Regions from separate parts of the Mus musculus genome. Here region 1 is linked to region 2. The links are chromatin contacts, called in public promoter capture Hi-C maps. All regions are on one chromosome and are shown on one strand. The core of a region is the stretch at or near the end of the contact, and the rest is flanking DNA. Distances in the headings are between cores, read along the strand shown. Region 1 holds the start of AI429214 (expressed sequence AI429214). Region 2 holds the start of 5430403N17Rik (RIKEN cDNA 5430403N17 gene).

Region 1 (2,700 bases), core at 149-2,648, 1.1 Mb before region 2:
GAGAATACCACACACACACACATATACATACATATATATATATATATATATATATATATATATATATATATATATATTCCCCTAGATTACAAAAGTTTTGCAATTTCTCCAATTGTCTTCCATAATGTGAAAAATCTATTGGATTTAATGATTTAGACTTCAGTGAAGGAAGCAGAAGTAAATCTTACATTAGTTTCTAAATTTCCTCTATATGAGATGGTAATTACTCAAATCCACACCAGGTACATGTATGCACAACACATGTTATCACTAATCACCAATAGTCACCATCCCCTGGTTGGGCATAGTACATATCATCATTAGTAGTCAGCACCTCCTATCTGGTTGGACGTGTGAGTTGAGAATCATTAAAAAGACTTGTACAGTCTTCCTACACCTGCTTTGAATATGCCCGCCCAAAGCCGGAGCTTCCCTTCAGCATTTTCTCAGTCAGTCGCTTCCAGATGATCCTAGGATCATCTGAAAGCCTGGGGAAGCCCTGATGTGCTTCTCCAACACGGGTGAGAAAGTCTGTGGTATGAAGGTGTTCATCTATTTTCTCTTGGAGTAGTAGTGACTGCAGTAAAGTTTTCCTTCGTCTCAGGAAGTCAGACTGAGCCAGCTCTGCTCTTTTGCTATTACAGCTGGGACACTGCGAAGAAATGTGTTGCGTAATCGCCCCTATGTACGCCAGAGTCGCTCTCGTGTTTTCCAAATAGATTCTGTTCCACAGTTCATCAGGGATCGTACAATTGAAAGCATCTACCTCTGAGGTCTCTGCAATCCATCTGAGCTGCAGCCTTTTGGGTCTGTTGCTTTTCTTAGCTCTTAAATCCTGTCTCTGGTGAATCAAGTTTACTTTTTTAGTACAAAAAGACTGCAGGGCATCCAGTTCTTCTGCGGATTCCTTAGGGATTTCTGGTGGGAGTCTACGGTCGGGTTGAGATCTTTCAGAATGAATTTCTTTGCTCTTGAGATGGTTGATCCACATTTCACTCAGCTTATTTTCATCCTTCTGTAAGAGTGAAAGTTCTGACTGCTCGTCTTGCTCTTCCGAACTTGTAGTCGGCGTTTTGGTCTCGACTGGGCTCTCAGAGGTGTGTGAATAGGATTGTAATTCTCCAGAGAAGCTGATGGAACCAGAACTCAGTACCTCATCTGCACAGGACCCGGGGAACTCTTCTGAAACTTGAGTAGCACAGACGTCCGTCTGGGCCGGGCCTCCGTGCTCTTCTTTTGAGTCCTCCGGCTTCTGAGCAGGTGGCCACCCCATTGTCTCGGACTCAGTTCCTCATCTGCTTTGCTCTGGTCAAAAATGGGTCTGGAACCAGTAAAGAGGAGCCGACAGGGCACAATCTTTGGTGTAGTTGAGTGCCGCGAGCTTCTTCTTCCGGGTATGCCTTTCCTGGTTGACATGGCAACGCGGGCCGGTCATGCGCAGTGAGTGGTCTCCGGTATCCCGCCCCTTTCCTGTCTCTTGCAGGAGCCCGTTCAACAGCTTTTAATTCAGCCCTCAGGCTGCTGTGTGTAATTCAAGGGAAAAGGTCGCAAACCTTTCAGGTCAGACCAGGTGTTGAGCATACGTAAGTCCCATGGAGACAGACAGATGGCACTTGACAAAAGAGATAACGCGTCTTGCCGCAAAATTTCCACAAAAAGTGCTATCTGAAGTCCCCAGTAATACATACCTGTTTTAGAGCCAAGGGAGAAGCTGTTTGTAGATTTGCCTTAGAATAAAAATGGAAATACTCACAATATTCTCTAAGGTCTCTCCACAGTCTCTCAAGGCTCCTGAAAACCCTCGCAGATTCCTCAAAACCACAGTGTTAGGTGCTGTCCCTTCCAACTGCCAGATCCATACCTTCATCTCTAGATGTTGTGCTGTATGGCTATTACCACCTACAAGATGCTTTACACGGAGGGTTCGGGTGCATTTCCTGCATTCTGTATATCTGAGTCTCTGAGGATAAAGCCTAAAGATGCAGCCTGCTCAAGAAATCTGTTAGTGTGCTTAATACCACTTACAAAGGGACAGTGGGTTTTGTGACATGAGTAATTCCACTTTAAGAAAGTCTAAGTATCCTCCTATTTAATTTCAAACTCAAGCCCTTACCCAATGATACATCCCTCTAATACGGGGCTTTTAAAAGACATTGCCTCAGACCCAAATGCCATATAAAGGCACATGTTGAAAATCCTGATGATGACCCTAAAGCGCGCGCGCGCGCGCGCGCACACACACACACACACACACACACACTGGACTCTCAAATGCACTTTGTCTTCCTTCCCTGCATCCCTTCCGACACTGCCGACTCATCCTTGTGTGTCCTCACCCACTCCCTTACTTTGCCAAGGTCAATGGTCTGAAATATTCAAAGATAATCTGAGAAATTTGGTCAGCCTTCCTTTAAAGATAAGAACTTTCCAACTTCCTCATTTCGGCCAAATTAAAGAAAGCAGAAAGACAATTGTGGATCTAAGGGATTTCCAGCAGGATTCGTGTTTTTATTCTAAATTGTTTCAAAATCCTCCCTCATGCTCCCATTCATATTTCCATATAATTCATTTTTCTCCCCACCCCCAACAAGGAATGTGTCTTTAAAGTACATCCTCTAATAACGTCCATGTGCTAATACCCAGGCTCATCCAACTTCTATCTTTTAGCACTGTAAGTTTATCTGTTTTTTAAAAATAGCT
Region 2 (2,700 bases), core at 85-2,584:
AAGGCTATCTGTCTTAAATAGCCCGTGCTCACTTGCCTGTAAACGACTTCAGTGGAATCATACCTTCAAATATGCTTTCACCCATAAGTTCTGTAAAACAACCAAACCATCACTGGATTGTCAACTTTCTATAATGTCCCAGGCTACCCCGTAACAAGGAGCAAGGGTGTACCTAACATCCGCTAATAATTTGCCAACCACACAACAAACCATGCAGCTTGTTATCCACAGACTTACCATGCAGCAAAGCACACCTGTAAGAAACACCAGGCGAAGTATGGAAAAACCCACTGTTGAAAGGAAAACAAACACACAAAAAAACTGAACCCCTGTAGTATGCCATTGTATTCAAAGCTTTGCCAGAAAGAAAAGAACACACACACACAGACACACACACACACACAGAGACACACACACACACAGACACACACACACACACAGAGACACACAGACACACACACACACACACACACACACACACACACACACACACACACACGAGTATTATCTCACCTTCCCCTTTTCTTAGCCTTATGGCTGGATGATTAAGATTGCCTCTTTCTAGAAGATTTAGGAATGCCTATTCATCTAACAAATTTGACTTAGCTTCTGTTTTGATCTGAGCATTGTGGTAGGCACCCTAAAGAAAGGAATTAATAAGTGCCATTGCCTGCCTTTGAATTGCTCACCATGACAAAAGGAGGCGCAGACAGCAGTAACCAACCTGTCCAAACACACAAGGCACTACTGGAAACTATGAAATATATGTTGTCTCCAGGGTCAGGATCATAATTTTAAAATAAATAAATAAATAAACAAACAGGACTTCCCAGCTGCAAATCCTCATAAACAATCCCTTTCCCCCAGGACAACAGTCAATCTTTGGTAAGAAAAACAGGAAGCATCCAATTCAGGCTCCCGGTGGAAGGATGCAGGCTGAATATTCATTAGGGTGGGGGGTGGATGGGAGCAGGAGAAGGGAAATGGCAGGCAGCCAGGGACGCTCACTGCATCCCATCTCTCAAACTACCGAGATGTGGGTTTTTTTTTTCCCCTACAGCCTCCTTGGAAGAAGGACAGTGAAACTGTCCTGTTGTGATATGAAATATGACCACAATAACTAGGTTAGATAATAAACTATTCTTTATTTGCTAATAATTGTCAGCTCACAGGGTCTGTACACGTATTAACACTGAAACATTAAAAAAAAAAAAAAAAGAAAAGAAAAAAGAAAGAAACGTTTGCTTTCCACGCCGTCGTCGCCTAAGGGGAATAAAAAGAATTCGGAGGCTGCATAAAACTGTAATTATGATGCAACACAGCCAGGAGAGCTAACAAAGAATCTGCTTTCCCTTTGTGTTGTTAACTGAGTTAGTTCTTCCAACTTTCTGCTGCTGACAATGGTAACACTGGGCTTCGCTGAATGCTGGGTGGACAGGTAAGCCTGGGGGCAGGTGGCCCGAGGGGGAATGCACACAGCTGTGCTATAAGGCTGACTCTAGAAGGAGGATGGTCATCATTTTCCCTTCATTTCTCTGAAAAGGAAAGGAAGACATGTTTATGAGCAGTATAATTAACAGCTGGGTACCTTGTTGAATTAAGACATTATCACTGGATGAAGTTTTTTTAAAGGGGCAGCTAAAAAACTCCAAAGGCGAGTGACATGCTATTTCTCCTTTGGTGAAATTAGCCAATTAAAGTCAGATTTAGATGTGTGTGTGTGTATATATATATATATACACAAACACAGGTTTATTGCAAAGCTGCTGTCAGGTGTGTTCACTGGCCCCAATGACTGAGGCCATAAAAGTCACCATGGAAAGGGAAAGAGAGCAGAGGGGGAAGAGAAAACTCAGAGAAAGAGAAGGAGAGAAAGGAGAGACCAAAATGTCTGGATTACATAGGGAAGAGCCTCTGACAGAAGGGCAGCCCAGTCACTGGGCTGAAAAGTTCCGGGTTGGGAGCAGGGCATGCCATGTAGGGACTGAGGGATGCTGGGAGAACATGGACACCAGGTCTGCTTTGGTATGTAAAATATGTCCTAGGGTATGAAATCAAACAGTGACCCAGTGGGGAAGAAAAACGGACTTTACGATAAGAACTGAAAAATACTTGCTGGCAATGTTGAAGTAGAAGTTAAATGTATTTGGCTGAATTTCATAAAGGAAATCAATGTTCCCATTAGCTAAATCTAAGGTCATCTGAGTTCGTTTTCTAGTCCTTGACAATGTATAAGCTCCAACACCCCCATTCTTTCAGAGTGAGTCACAGCTGCCTCACCTTCCTTCCACCCCGCCTCTAGCCAGCATCCTTCCAACTCCCAGATGTGCACACAACCCTTTGTGTTCAGGTTTTTCCTCCCACATCTTCCTGGGGGAATAGGAGAGGGTGTGGCAGTGCTGGTCTGATTCCCTTACAGTTCCACTCTGGGGTCAGTCCCTCCTCTAGCTTTTAATGGGTGGCCATTCACACCGTGCTGGTTCCAGTGAGGTGGAGAAAGTTCCATGAGGCAATGCCACTACATCTGATATCACCTCCTCCCCAAATGATACTCAAGTGAAACTTCCCTCTCTCCCCACCCCCACAATATGTAGACAAAACCAATGTCTTCCTTCTCCATCCAGACTCATAAGTAGAACCTGGATATGAAGGAGACCCGAGAAAGCCATCAGCTGGAAGCAAACAGTAGTGTGGTATTGA

Evidence for each region. Promoter capture Hi-C pulls out the DNA fragments that hold promoters and counts their contacts.
Region 1: a contact with region 2 is called in a promoter capture Hi-C map of embryonic stem cells, with 3 times the contacts expected there. The contact joins the promoter of AI429214 here to the promoter of 5430403N17Rik in region 2. A contact is called at or near these places in 3 of 39 promoter capture datasets (the 3T3-L1 cell line, embryonic stem cells and stem cell-derived epiblast-like cells) and 1 of 9 other capture datasets (embryonic stem cells).

The regions. Positions count from the first base shown.
Region 1 is chr8:36,992,273-36,994,972 of GRCm38.p6, reverse strand. It overlaps AI429214 (expressed sequence AI429214), which reads right to left and starts at 1,398. Exons shown (of 1, transcript NM_001039220.3): 1 at 1-1,398. The coding sequence starts at 1,273. The coding sequence ends at 392. All of the region lies in intron 2 of G630064G18Rik (RIKEN cDNA G630064G18 gene), which reads left to right.
Region 2 is chr8:35,881,591-35,884,290 of GRCm38.p6, reverse strand. It overlaps 5430403N17Rik (RIKEN cDNA 5430403N17 gene), which reads left to right and starts at 1,334. Exons shown (of 3, transcript NR_046181.1): 1 at 1,334-1,438.